3 separate regions of the Mus musculus genome follow, and regions 1 and 3 are each linked to region 2. Evidence: chromatin contacts called from public HiChIP or PLAC-seq and promoter capture Hi-C data. All regions are on one chromosome and are shown on one strand. The core of a region is the stretch at or near the end of the contact, and the rest is flanking DNA. Distances in the headings are between cores, read along the strand shown. Region 1 overlaps Iqschfp (Iqcj and Schip1 fusion protein). Region 2 holds the start of Il12a (interleukin 12a). Region 3 holds the start of 1110032F04Rik (RIKEN cDNA 1110032F04 gene).

What was found. HiChIP or PLAC-seq counts read pairs in DNA pulled down with a chosen protein or histone mark. Capture Hi-C pulls out chosen DNA fragments and counts their contacts.
Region 1: a contact with region 2 is called in an RNA polymerase II HiChIP or PLAC-seq map of embryonic stem cells, with 10 read pairs. The contact joins the enhancer-like site here to the promoter of Il12a in region 2. A contact is called at or near these places in 3 of 484 Hi-C or Micro-C datasets (the HL-1 cell line, the N1E-115 cell line and olfactory sensory neurons) and 7 of 115 datasets of contacts at active chromatin or transcription factors (embryonic forebrain, embryonic midbrain, embryonic stem cells and 2 more).
Region 3: a promoter capture Hi-C map of adipose tissue shows a contact between it and region 2. The contact joins the promoter of 1110032F04Rik here to the promoter of Il12a in region 2. A contact is called at or near these places in 3 of 39 promoter capture datasets (embryonic stem cells, neural stem cells and stem cell-derived epiblast-like cells), 1 of 484 Hi-C or Micro-C datasets (nephron progenitors), 3 of 115 datasets of contacts at active chromatin or transcription factors (embryonic stem cells and stem cell-derived neural progenitor cells) and 3 of 9 other capture datasets (adipose tissue, liver and pancreatic islet).

What each region holds. Positions count from the first base shown.
Region 1 is chr3:68,487,185-68,489,910 of GRCm38.p6, reverse strand. All of the region lies in intron 4 of Iqschfp (Iqcj and Schip1 fusion protein), which reads right to left. All of the region lies in intron 1 of Schip1 (schwannomin interacting protein 1), which reads right to left. Among named protein-coding and RNA genes, the nearest start is that of Gm22073, 59 kb to the left of the region's middle. Within about 2 kb of position 1,425, at least 25 of the 459 cell types and tissues checked have an H3K27ac peak or open chromatin away from gene starts, as enhancers often do. A contact at or near this core is called in embryonic stem cells, where this site is marked.
Region 2 is chr3:68,690,080-68,692,779 of GRCm38.p6, reverse strand. Il12a (interleukin 12a) reads right to left here and starts at 1,356. Exons shown (of 7, transcript NM_008351.3): 1 at 1,214-1,356; 2 at 624-757. The coding sequence starts at 1,229.
Region 3 is chr3:68,868,326-68,871,038 of GRCm38.p6, reverse strand. 1110032F04Rik (RIKEN cDNA 1110032F04 gene) reads right to left here and starts at 1,453. Exons shown (of 1, transcript NM_001167996.1): 1 at 1-1,453. The coding sequence starts at 1,331. The coding sequence ends at 588.

The sequences.
Region 1 (2,726 bases), core at 176-2,675, 200 kb after region 2:
TTGTATGTGAAGAGGTCCAAGAACGGTGATATTAAGTAATTTGCCCAATGTCACAAACTGGTAAAGTAGGCAGCTGGGCCAGGACTTGACGCTGGGTAGTTTGGGTTTAGAATTTTTATTCTTACTCTTTCATCTACAAGGTTAGTAGATCTTGGTCCCACGTGGGGGAAAATGTCAGAAAGAGTCTCCTTGCAGCATCCTCAGTCTAGCTCTGTCTCCTACTTGGAATCACCGTGTGGGCAGTATGTATGTCTGTGTGTGTGAGGCAGCTAGCTAGCACAGTCCCTGGCCTGTTAAGTTCAGCAGTATTCAACAAATTAGGATCTTAAGTTGTAAAAAAAAAAAAAAAAAAAAAAAAAAAAAAAAGAGTATAGGGGCCAGAGAGATGTGTTCTATTTGCAGCATCCACATGGCTGCTCACAATATTTTTAACTCCACTCACTCATTTCTGGCCTTCAAGAGCATGGTACACCTGCATACATATGTGCAGGCAAAACACACACAAATAAACAAATTTTTAAAAATGTTGACAGGTGGGGCTGGAGAGATGGCTCAGTGGTTAAGAGCATTGGGTGCTCTTCCAGAGGTCCTGAGTTCAATTCCTAGCACCCACATAGTAGCTTGGGATCATTTATAATTCAGTCTAATGCTCTCTTCTGTCATGAAGGTGCATATGCAAATAGAGTACTCCTACACATAATGAAGAAATCTTAAATAAAAACAAAAAGCTGACTGGTAGTGGTGGTGCACACCCTAGATTCCAGCACTCTAGGCAGACGGGTGGATCTCTGAGTTGGAGGCCAGCCTGGTCTATGGAGCAAGTTCGAGGACAGCAAGAGCTATATAGAAAAACCCCATCTTGAAAAATCAAACAAGTTTTAAAGGAAAAGTATAGACACTTCAGGAAAGAAAATATCATGTTGCTGCCTGCTAATGTGTTAAGTTCCTCCCCTGTCTCCCCTCTCAAAACATTCCTTTAAGATCAGCTTGGGTTTTTATTTGTCACAGGTAGGAAACTGGATCCACAATAAAACAGTGTGGCTGAGATGGCCACACCCCTCAGGGAAAAGTAGCTAGTGCTGTTTCCAGGATTTTAATTTGTTAAGGCAGTATCTGAGAAAGGACCTGTTTGATATACATGTGTTGGAATGGGTATGAGAAGGGTGGAAAAAAAAGGATTATTTGCAGAAATTTCTCTAAGCTAGTTCAAATAATTAGCCCTGACACTGAATGTTCTTTATATTGTGGCTGCTATACTAACACGGAGGTGGCTATCGAAGGGCTTGTTTCATCTTTATTGTGTGAATTCCATGCAAGTCACACACAGGACACAGATGTTCTGCTGTTTCATCACCTGTGTGTAGCTCTGGGGATACTGAACCGCTCTGTAGGACAAAGTGTCCTAGACGTAGAACATCTGGATCTTGTTTCCAGCCCAGTCTCTAAACAACTTTATGACCACAATTTGCAGATGAAAGAGGGCGGACTGCCTGTTGAAGGCATTTGGCAAATAGTAGGGGTTGGTTTAATGTCTGGAAGAAAACAGGCTTCTTCCAGTCTAGAGACCCTATGGATTTCATCCTAGAAAAGATGGGAAATGGAATGCAAATAATGTCTCTCAGTCTTTTTATCACCTTCCTTATCAAAAGATGCCGCGTCTGCCCCACCCCGACCCCTTTGCCCCTTGTTGTGGCAGGCAGCAGGCTGGAGAGTTGGCTCTGAAGTCATGACAGCAGGAGGGCTGGTCCCTCCCCTTGCCAGCTCTAGCACCCAGGAGAGTGGGCCCTGCACCTCACCTGGGCAGCACAGAACTAGCCCTGGTGGCTAAGGCACAGGTAAGCTGGCCTTGAGAACATGGAGAGCAGGAGAGCTAACTGGCCCCTTGCTGGCTGCAAGATTCAGGAGATGCTGAAGAGTTCTCTATGGTACTGCAGGCTCAGGAGAGAGGGCAGAATGACCAACTCAGCTATGGCCCAGGCCCAGATCCAGGGCTCTGAGTTGGCTTACCCCAACATCTACTCCCATAGATGATCTGCTGGAGTACTGAAGGGGTCAGTTGTGCAGACTGCAGGATCTCCCTGACACTGAACAACAATGGGATGTCTGAGAGGAGGTCTGATGAGAATGCAGTATTGACGGTATAGCAGAAGCCAGAGGCCTCAAAACAAACCAGTGGCTCATTGCAATGAACATTTGCAAGTAAGATGTGTGGACAAAAGAGTATACTGTGTGACACACCACAGCTTCCACAACAAGAATTTTTTATTCTATTTCAGTTTCCTTTGGGGGGGGGGGTGTTGCAAGGGCAGAGGACAGATATTAAGGGGACAGGGAGATGAGTGGGATTTGGGTGTGTGATGTGAAATTCACCAAGAATCAATAAAAAGTTCAAAAGAAAAATATTCCAAGTTCAATTCCTGCATTAATGTATGTCTGCTAACAGGTGAGGTGGATTCTCTTGGGTACACGGTACCCCTACCAATAGTCAGTTTTCACTTAGTAGCTTATCTGTGTATACATTATAGAGATAGATATTCAGAATATCTAAGATTTTATCCCCCCTCCCATTGATTGTGCTATATTTTAATAGAATGTCTATTTAAAACTCATCTCTTGGGCCAGCCAGAGATAGCTCATCAGGTATAAGAATTTGCTGTGTAAGCCTGACAGCCCGTTTCTGCTCGTGTAGAGGTAGAAAGAGAGAACCAACCCCATAAAGTTGCCCT
Region 2 (2,700 bases), core at 107-2,606:
ACACATTAGCATTTTGCTGTAGCTTTGTCCCCAAAGCGAGAGGAAACCGTGGCAATTTTACAACGGAAAAGGCTATTTTGCATTCAAACATGAAACCTGAGAAAAATGAGTGGAGCCGTGACTAAAACTGGATCACACTTGCCCCAGAAAACTGGAGGCTGGACCTGCTTGCTATCTGATGTCTGAGTCCTCCCTGACATGTGTCCATCCGACAAGGGACTGCATCACAGTGCTGGACACTGGTGAGCAGGGGGAGAGACAATCTAATTCATCTCTATGGCTTGTGAAGCACAGAGAGTGTACCTAGAGACTGTCTCCCTGTTCCACCTGCCCTGAAGCAGAAGCAGGGAGCACCTGACACTGTGTCACACAGGCAGGCAGGCTGGGAGGGACATTGCAAGTCCCCACTTTCCTCTGTGTAGACACAGCCTAAACCGATGCCGTTACAATTTATTACCATTCTTCCTTTCTCTAGAGACACAGTTTCCTTTAGATTATATTTAGAAGTCTTGAAACCCTCTACGGTTCCTGCCAGATACCATAAACTTCCCAGCAGATACCAGATAGGTTAGAAGTCATGTCAACAGCGGAACTTTGAAGCCAGAAGGACAGGAGAAACTCACCGTCTTCACCATGTCATCTGTGGTCTTCAGCAGGTTTCGGGACTGGCTAAGACACCTGGCAGGTCCAGAGACTGGAATGACCCTGGCCAAACTGAGGTGGTTTAGGAGGGCAAGGGTGGCCAAAAAGAGGAGGTCTGGAAGGGAAACAAAGGGCAGGTGGAGCTTGTCAACTTGGTTTTGACCTGCCTCTTTCTTCAGCCATTCTGGCAATTTTTTCCATCCATTCTGGGTACTGACCTCCCTCCACACATAATTTAAGCCCTTCCCCGGGGCTGACAGATGAAGCAAGACCTCCCAGATCTTGTTTGGGGACTGCCTGAGACCTGCATTTTCCTTACATTGGTTTCAAGGCTGGGCTTTAGTTCTCTTCTGTGAAACGGGCATAGCCGTAGCCCCCAGGGTTGTTCTATAATGAGACCATGCTCGGTGCAGCGCAATCTAGCACGACCATCTTTCCCCTCTTCCTTCCCTTGGCCTGCAGTTGCTGGCAGCCCTTTAGTCTCCCTTAATGGGTCCAGGGCTTCTGTCTGTTCTTTCTCAAGCCTTCTCCTCTCATCAAGTCACCCTGGTCCCGGCCCTCAGGTACTTACAGCGTGATTGACACATGCTGGACCGGCACTGAGAGGAGCTGCTGGATGCCGAGGGTGAGGCTGTTGGAACGCTGACCTTGGGAGACACATTTTTATAATTGTCTGGATAGCCGGCAGGACTTTCCCAGGACTGTGTCTCTTGCTTTCTCTCTCTGTCTCTACATCTCAAGGACAAGTGCGTCGATCGCCCCCAAGGCTGGTGGCGCTTTCGAATTAACTCTCGGAGTGCCCGTTTGAGGAGATTCGGGACCGTCCCACCGCCCACCACACTCAGAGCGAAAGCAAAACCGGCCTGCGAGTAGCCACTCTTGTCCCGGGACAGGTCTGTCCTGCCCCACTACCCCCTAGCCCTAACACGCTGCCCAGTGCCCCTTCTAAAGAAGCACAAGCTACCCACTCGTCTCTCCATCGTGGACACTGAGTCTGACTCAATGTATTTTGCGAATCTGTCCTACTTTGAAAGTATAAAGGAACAAAATAGATGTGGTGGCTATATATCGCTTAAAACTCAGTTCTGGCAGTTTTGATTTAGTGAGACGACTGCACAGCATCTTGGGGGAAAAGGGCCCAGAGAGAGCAAGGCCATCTCTCTGCAGGAGCCTAAGAGGCAGCAAAGGCTCCTGAAGCCTCCAGATCTGCAAGAAGGCATTGCCTGGCTGCCAGTGGGATGCATTCTGAGCTAGTTTTGGAAATGGGAATCAACACAGTAGGGAGGCAGAGGGCAGATGGGAACGGAGCGCGTTGCAAGTTGTGATACTGGTGGGGATATATCTGGTCATTGCCGAGAGATTGTGGACAACATCTTTAGCCTTTCTGGACTTTTACCATAGAGATATCCTTGGATGTGCACGGTGAGAAGATTTCAGCAGCAGTGTAGACGCCAGATGCAAGGGTCCAGCTCAGATCCAAGGGAGTAGGTGGCAGGATATGGCCAACCCATGGCTCCATTCAAGATGGAGAACAAAGGTGGCTGAAGGGATTCCCAGTGGGGTAACAGGCTAACACCTGATAACTCCCCAGGCTGATTGAGCGTAGTCCCAGCTCCTGCAAAGAAAGTGTGAGAGTTCGAAGCTTGCAATGACAAGCTGTAATTTGGAGGTTTGGGGTAGGAGATTCCTTGGAACTTAACTCCTTTCTACCCCAAGACAGCCTCACTGGGTGTGCAGAGAGAGGAGGCCCTGCTTGGTCATTGACTTGGAGCCTGCCATGTGTCTGGCTTCCCCCAGACCCATCCAGCTGTCAGAGCCCACCTCCTATTGAGGCAACCATCTCCATAACCACAAGCCTTTGGGAGCACGGGAGAGAAGAGCCGGTGCCTCTTCCTTCTGAAGTCCACTAAAGCCTGGACAGAAGAGATCAGTGAGCACTTACTCAGCAGGGTGGACCTCTGTTGAAAAGGGCGAAGCCAAGCCAATAAGAAGGACACCATAGCAGCTCTGATCAGTGAGGTCCCTGTGGCTGTGAACTGGGGACAAGGGACAATGGAT
Region 3 (2,713 bases), core at 204-2,703, 180 kb before region 2:
TGAGCCAGGAAGACACCAAAGGGTTTTCTGGGTCCTTTTCAAGGGATCGCATCACAGTCAAGCGCTGCTTCTACAGACTGCATGCAGCAGTCACTGGTCGTGGTCCAGAGCCAAAGGCTCCTCACCATTATGTCCTGGGAGACCGTGACCGGTCCAAGCAGGAGAGCAAGGAATGGACCTATGCTCCTTCCCTTTTAACAACAGTAAAGCAAGCCGCTGGTCTCTAAACACACCAAACGGTTTACCTGTTCTTTTGGATTGGAGAAGCAGGCACTTACAGTGAACACAAGGGGAGGCATGGCAGAGGGCGGGGACGACCGTCCAAGAAGAGCTGGGGGCTAGTCCTAAGCCATTGCCCCGCCGAGCTGCCCAGCCTTGAGCCCAAAGAAACATAGAAAACCACAGATTCCCCGGGAAGCGAGAGGGAGGGGACTGACCCCAACCCAGGCGCGGGGCTACAGGTTGTACGGGGATGCTAGGTGTGGTCAGAGGCAGTCAGTGGCGGCCGCCAACACACCAGCTGTTGCGTGCCACCCGCAGCCCCCAACCTTGTAGGATCCGGGCGATCCCCATGAGGCTCCCTGAACTCAGATGAGCGGGAAACGGACCTGGCCGCCGTCGGAGTCCCCGGCACTGCCGCCTCGCGGGCGGCCGAGCACCGACACGGGCAGCACGACCTCCGCTGGGCTGAGCTGCTGCAGCCGCATGGACTCCTCATAGGTGGGCAGGTACTTGACCTCCTCGTAGCTGGGCAGCTGGAGAAACACCGGTGACACCACGTGCAGCTCGTGCTCCGAAACGCAGGAGGGAGGCAGGCGTCCGCCACTTCCTCGGCCCCGACCACCGCCACTATCCAACAGTGAGTCCTGCGAGCCCGCGGCCACCTCGTCGCGCAGCAGAGCGGGCGAGTCGTCGTCGTCGTCGGGTGGCCCCGCCGTCCCCGGCGGTCCCGCACCCCCGGGAGGCCCGGGTCGTGCCTGGCCAGGTCGCGCCTGGCCACGCGGGTACCTGCGTGGGCTGGGGCAGATGATGCGCTGCAGGAAGTAGCCGATGGCGAAGAGCACCAGCAGGATGAGCAGCCCAGAGAGCTTGCGGACGAACCAGCCCACGTTGTCCAGAAAGGCGTGGAGCGGCAGCTTGCAGCAGCGCACGGCCGTGGCGTTGGCCGAGTCGCAGCAGCGCTCCCGCTCACCGCACGCCAGCTCCGCGCAGCCCCCGCCGCCCCGCGAGGGCGCCACCAACGCCAGCGCCAACAGCAGCAGCAGCGGCAGCAGCGGCGGTGGCGCTGGAGCCACCGACAGGCCCTCGGCGGTGACCCCGGGACCCCACATGGCCGGCGCAGATCTCCGCTGGCGTCCGGGACCGCGAGGCTCGGAGCTCCGTCTGGCCCCGGCGCTGCGATGGGTCCCGCGCGCGCCGCCTCCCGCGCCCCGGCTACCTGCGGCCCGAGCGGTGCTCACTTGGCCACGCTGGGGCGGGAGGAGGAGCCCGGGGCGCGCCGAGGCTGCGGGAGGCGGCTGCTGCTCACCGCTGTCGCCGCCTCGGGAGCCTGTGACCTCGAGCCGTAGCGCCTGGGCGCCAGGGTCCCGGGAGAAGCGTGCGGAGCCGCGGAGATGAACAGAGCCGGCCTGCGCTGGGTCTCTCTGGGCATCTCGGCCGTTGCCCGCCGCGCTCTTCTTCCGGCACCTGGGTACCCCGCGGCGCTGGAAGGGTTAAGGCTGAGCTCTCAGCCCCGGAGCCCCTTGATCTTGATTAATTCAGCCGGCGCGCTCTTCCTCGCCAGACGGGCGGGGCGCGCTCTCTCACTAGCGTAGGTGTCTCAGTTTTAAGTGATTGGATTTCCCCGGGAATATTATTTAAATTGACTCGGACCGGGTTCCGCTTACCATCTTTCTTGTGATCTTTCTGATTAAAAATGAATGATGGCCATTAATGGCCAGTGCAGCCCCATTGCTGCCCTAAGGTTCTAGGGTGGGAATTGCTGGATAGTTCTGCTGACAGGTAGGTCCAGGTTGTTGGGGAGCGCGGACCCTAAGAAACTCCAGAACAGGTAAGAATTCTTTGGAGAGGCTCAAGTTACAGCCACAGAGGTAGCCCCAGAGGGACCGAGAAGCACTCTGTTGAGGTGACCCTGCTCACCAAGGAGAAGAAAGAAGACCTTTAGTTCTCAGAGACTCACCTGACCCAGCCCTCGGCTTTCCTGTACTCAAAGAGGACAGCAGAATTGTGGGGTGCAGGGGCTCCCTCCTGCAGCATAAATAGCCTATGTAGGAAGGCGGAGGGGAGCAGTAAGTGGTTGGCCAAGTTCCTGAGCGCGATCTGAAGGTCTTTTTCAAGGTTATTCTTGTTTGCAAAATCTGACTTTAAAGGAAACAAGTACTTTGTTTCCAAATAGTACTTGGGTCCGTTTCCCTTCATGTCACCCACCCCTGGAGGAAAGCTCAGCGCATCCAGACCCTTTGGGCATATATCTGTTGGGTGGTGGAGCCCCTGAGAAAGCTGCTTTGGTTGAGGCAGTATAAAACAGACACACTTACACAGAAGGACTCACTGACGAGGAAAACTAATAGGGAATTTTCAAGGTTGGTGTGAGAAAATAAGTAAAAGGACATACAGTGCCCGAACAGACTCAGCTATGACCCAGGCTTTCTCTTCTGAAGAGAGGAGGAGAGCAAGCAGAATGGGGTGGGGTTAATGGAGGTCAACCATGGGC